2 separate regions of the Danio rerio genome follow, and region 1 is linked to region 2. Evidence: chromatin contacts called from public HiChIP or PLAC-seq data. All regions are on one chromosome and are shown on one strand. The core of a region is the stretch at or near the end of the contact, and the rest is flanking DNA. Distances in the headings are between cores, read along the strand shown. Region 1 overlaps abca4b (ATP-binding cassette, sub-family A (ABC1), member 4b). Region 2 holds the start of arhgap29b (Rho GTPase activating protein 29b).

Region 1 (2,700 bases), core at 201-2,700, 120 kb before region 2:
TTCCATGCAGGTTCCAGTAGGTCTTCCGCAATATTTGTGATGATTGGGAGGCAGTTCAACAGACGATTCTTTGGAAAAATCTACCTTCTGCCACTTTTACAAATGATCGACTAGAAGTCAAGTTATTATTTGTTGCTCTTACAACTGGAATCAATGACAAGACTTTTGTCAGGCAGTTTGTTCATTCATTTAATGACCTAGACTATGCTCACATCATGATAATGTCATAGCACAAAGGTGGCCAATAGAAAATGACCAGAGATTGAAAAAAGGAAATTGTCTATGACGTCGCTCTTTAAACAAATGTTTTTTATCAGTAATCAGTGATCATTGAAATCTTTCATGCAGATCTCCACCTATGCTCCCACAACATTTACTAACTGAATAAGGGTCTAGATTAGTGACAGAATCAACGATATAGGGGCAAATTCAAACATAGCTTTTATTTCGCTCTTGAATGAACAAGCTGTTCTTGAATGAATCGATTCACTTGTCACCACGTACTGGTTTAATAATGTAACTGCAGAAAGAGTCGCTGTAAAGTCCCCATCACTACTGCCTAGAGAGACATGTCTACGGCATGCAAGCACAAAAACCTATCCAACTCGAAGAACATATCTTATAATGTTGTATAAAATGTGCATATCGGAATCTAAGTGTGTCAGGTTTGCAGCGGCCAAAGCAGTTTTCTCCATGTTGCAGGCCTCTTGTTCTCAAAGCTCTCCAATGACATGGGAAAATCACAGAATCTGTGTTGGCCCTTCATCGGAGGATTGCTGTACAATAGCTGAGTGAACGGCTCCCTCTCACATCACATGCCACAGCAATAGAGCCGAGGGGCCTCCTACTTCATGTGCACCATATCTAATGGAGTCATTCACAGTAATGTACAATCACACCAGAGGTCCTGAACAAACAACTGAATGGAAAGATTCAATGGGACCCCCTGCTGTACTCACATGTTCTCAACACATTTTAATTGAAAAACACAACATTCACATTCACAGGCGCTCAGCTTGAGACCACAGCTTCGAAAAACCCACAAAAAAATGCAGAGATTTAACTTATGTATTTTAGTGGTATACTTTTCAAGCTAACATTTGAGCTAAGCGGAATGCTGACAGCTATAACTAATAGGCTAAAAAGTTTGTTTGTAAAGCGGGAAAGCTCGTTGTTAGGACGGAGACAAAAGGAGGCTGGGTAGCTCTATGATAGCCCTCTCCCACCATCACCGTCCCACTCGAATCAATTTGCGGGAAGAGGCCTCCGGCTTATGAACAGGGGTCGGTCATAGCTGGGGAGGTGAGGTAACAGAGTGATGCTGAGTGGTTTGCCCCTCTTGGTTCTCAATGAAGCCCTCCATCCACAAAAACAACACGGTGCTGGCAGAGGGTGGCTCTCCCACCCACTCCCTACTTAATCACAGCCGTACAATAGAGGGGCCTGCATGCTGTTGACAGCTTTGCTTGTTCTTTTCCCTTTCACCCATCTGGCCACGATGGGCTCTATATAGCTGTGCTAAGTGGTCATTCTTGTAGGGATGTGCTGAGAGAAATCAGCACTCTGCAGACTGAGAGCTGTGCTGCTCTCAGTTAAAGTGCCTTGTTCTGTCAAGTGAAGAACGCCTAGGCTTGGTTCAAGGGATATGCTCTGCATGCACTCTTAAACATAAAGGCGACATTATAAACCAAATGAAGGGTTTTGACATTCATGCCTTAGAAGAACATTTTTGGTTCTCCAATGAACCTCCAAGTGAAAAGTTCTTCAAAGAACTATTCTTAAATATTGTGAAGAACATTTTTTTTCTATTATGAATGACCTTTTTGTTCCATTGATGTTACAGGTTCTTTGTGAACATTCAATGACAATTTTCAAACCAATACCCTTTATTTTTAAGCATGTGCTGTGCTAGGTTCACTGTCCTTAGACATACTTTATTATTTACATTGAATTGATTTGCAGTTGTCCAATTAATAAATCATTCATTCATTCATTTTCTTTTCGGCTTAGTCCCTTTATTAATCAGTGGTCGCCACGGCGAATGCTCTTCCAGCTACTTAAAGTCACTGGGAAACACCCATACACTCTCATTCACATACATACACAACGGACAATTTAGCTTACCCAATTCCCCTATACCATGTCTTTGGACTTGTGAGAGAAACCTAAGCACCCAAAGGAAACCCACACGAACATGGGAAAAACACACAGAAATGCCAACGGACCTAGCCGAGGGTTGAACCTTCTTGCTGTAAGGTGACAGCGATACCAACTGTGCCACCGCACCACCTCAATTCATAAATCCTCTTCATAAATAACATGATCTCATGTCTAGCAAATACACACTTCAGAATCTCAGCAGAAGTACTGTTGTAAGACATTCTGTTACTTATAGTCTACTGTTTTTTTAAATATTATTAATTGGAAAAGACTATTTGATTCATAGACACTTTCCCCCATACTTTATAGAGGAGAAGGAGGAGATTTCAGATGCAGCGCTGGTTAGATGGTAGTAATCTGTCTCACTAATCAAATACAAAAACTCCCAGACCATTTGTTAGCGACTTAAGAGTCTTGTACCAGTGGAAACTATTTTTGATTTGATCACTAATATATTTTTTCTGGCATTTGAAATTTTTTGCAAATCTACATTTGCAAACTAGTCATGTTGTTGCCAGACTGGAACAAGAAAAGTTTAAA
Region 2 (2,700 bases), core at 50-2,549:
TTTAAAAAGAAAAAAAGAAAAAAAATTGCTTAACTGTTACTCTAAACATCAGACTGGTTTTCTGAACATCTCTAAAGTTGCTCAATCTAGATTTTAAAAATGGGTTAAGGGTGCTTTTCAATTAATTTCAGACAAAACATCAGCTTATATATACTTATAAAATATTCAGCTCTGGAAACCTCCTGCCACATGACATTGAGGTAAAGTTGGTTTTATATTCGCATATTCATTCAGTGACAACTTGTGACACGCTCCCTATATTGTTTACCATGATACTTTTGAATATTCAGTCTAAAATCATGTAATATTGACTTGAAAACAATTTAATTGACGGTAAACAATGTATTTTGATAGTCATTGACTGCTAATATGATTCCCTATTTAGAATTTGCAAAGAAAACGTTTCTGACATTATATTATTAAGAAGTCTGAATGTGCGAATATAAAACCAACTTTACCTCAATCCCCATGACCAGTGCATAAAAAAAAATCAATAGTTGGTTTACGAAACAAACAAGAACTACAATTTAAAAACCAGTTTGCCCAAGAAAAGTGCTTACAACATTCAAGCTCTGCAGCATTATCATGATGATCCACCAGTAACAAGAACTCATGCCCTCAGACAGCCTGACCCATTATCTACTGATGCCTCATGCTTTGACATGTAATTTTGTAGCCATGTAGTGTTTGGATGTGTAATGTGGTTACGTGACTGCCTTTGTCTTCAGCTGAAGCACGTCTGCAGCTGCAGAATGCGAGTAATGCAACGATCTTTATCATTCAATAGGAGCTTGACACCTGTCACTCATAACAATCCATCTCGGTTGTAGTCAGTGATGAGAGGAAATGGACATTCAAAAAGGAACATAGGGTAAAATTTGGTCGGCTATGACTTGTCAGAATTAAACGATCAGGATTTGGGTTGACAAGTTTGGCTCTTTAACAGAGCATGTTACCACGATTGAAACAGTCACGTTAAGTAACTTATTGAAGTATTGCATTTTTTGACATTTAAAAAAAACAAGTTTGACTTGACAAACCGAATTTAATGATACACAATTTCACTCAATGCTGTAATTGTATCTCCTCTTCATAGCCCCCATGAACTTTAGCGCTGCTAGCTATAGCCGTTTCAAATTTATAAATCTTCAGCAGTTTGTGTTTTTAGCATCTCAAACGAGCAGTACTTACTTGAATGGCTCGTGACGATCGTCATACTGAAGAATCATGAAGGTAAATCCTTTGTAAATCCATCAAATGATCTCTAAAAGACGCTCGCACACAGATCGCTGTTCACATCACAGCTGGAGAGAGAAAAACTAACTGCGGGGACTGACTGACTCAAAATTTACTCACATGACCTCAAAGCAAACTTCCTATTGGCTGGTAGAGAGGGCTCAACAAGCCATACAAGCCGCTTGTTTTCCTCGTCAAAATTACATGTGCTGCGCTGGGTCTAGAGCTGAGTACAATGAAGGAGATCGGTGGTTTCACACTGGGACCCGGGGACCCCACAGGGGGCCGCGAGGGAGTGCTAGGGAGTCCGTGGAAAAGCAAAAAATAAAAAAAAGATATCGTAAACAAACAAATAAAAAATCAGTTTACACGTTTATTTAATAAACAATAAAATATTTAACTTCATTAAGACGAATAAAAATAGGCTACATACATGAAAAAGACAAATAAATAAAACAATCATTAATATAAAAAAACGATTAATAAATTATCCAACGTTTGGTTTAAAATCGGTTTTACGTCAACAAACGTTAACAAATAAAATGATTTATTGTCTTTTTGGTACATATGTATTTTTGTATATATGTATATTTCAAGCTTTCAAGTACTGGGTTGCGACTGGAAGGCCATCCGTTGCGTAAAACACATGCTGTAATAGTTTGCAGTTCATTCCACTGTGGAGACCTCTGATTAATCTTAGCCGAAGGACATTATATTGCAGTTTATTTTTATTGCAATTGTACTGTGTGATGCATCAAGATAAGCTTTCATATTATAACTTTAATATATCTATTTTTTTTTCTAAATAATGATGTTGTTTTATATTTTTAAATTATCATTCATTAATTTTCTTTTCAGTTTAATCTCTTATACTCTTAATGACTCCGTTTCTCTTGGAAACATTGTGCATTTCAAATTGTGCTTCATTCGGGTTAGTGTACTTGACAAACCACCTGTTGAAACGCTCTTCTCTCTTATGCACCTGACACTTTATGTAAACTCCATCTTACAAGAACTCAATAAGGAAAATGATGTTTACTATAAATGTACCACAATCATGTTGCACTGCTTGCTTCAACCTTAAATAACTCTCGCTTAAATTAAAACCTTAAATACCTCTTTTGCACAATATTCACCCTTAATACCTCTATTGCACAATTTCCTGCACAACATTGTTCAGTTTCAGTTAAAAGTACTTGTATAGCCTGCTATGTGTATAGTTAAGTATCTTGTAGCATACTTATATAGTATATATTTTTGAATAACTCTTATATTGTGTTTGTATTGATGATTGATTTATGTAGCACCGTTGTCCTGCGAGACACAACATTTTGTTTCTCTGTATGTCCACACATGCAGTGGAATGACAATAAAGCACGACTTGACATGACTCAGTCATATTCAGATTATACTCTAAAAATCCAATATTATGAAAGTCTAAAGTCATTCATTCATTCATTCATT

The links. HiChIP or PLAC-seq counts read pairs in DNA pulled down with a chosen protein or histone mark.
Region 1: a contact with region 2 is called in an H3K4me3 HiChIP or PLAC-seq map of embryo, with 4 times the contacts expected there. The contact joins the enhancer-like site here to the promoter of arhgap29b in region 2. A contact is called at or near these places in 7 of 18 Hi-C or Micro-C datasets (caudal fin, embryo, fibroblasts and 2 more) and 2 of 4 datasets of contacts at active chromatin or transcription factors (caudal fin and embryo).

Annotation. Positions count from the first base shown.
Region 1 is chr2:17,608,976-17,611,675 of GRCz12tu, reverse strand. The region is part of intron 12 of abca4b (ATP-binding cassette, sub-family A (ABC1), member 4b); the gene reads right to left. Among named protein-coding and RNA genes, the nearest start is that of abca4b, 42 kb to the right of the region's middle. Within about 2 kb of position 1,450, at least 14 of the 62 cell types and tissues checked have an H3K27ac peak or open chromatin away from gene starts, as enhancers often do.
Region 2 is chr2:17,491,648-17,494,347 of GRCz12tu, reverse strand. It overlaps arhgap29b (Rho GTPase activating protein 29b), which reads right to left and starts at 1,299. Exons shown (of 23, transcript NM_200111.2): 1 at 1,192-1,299.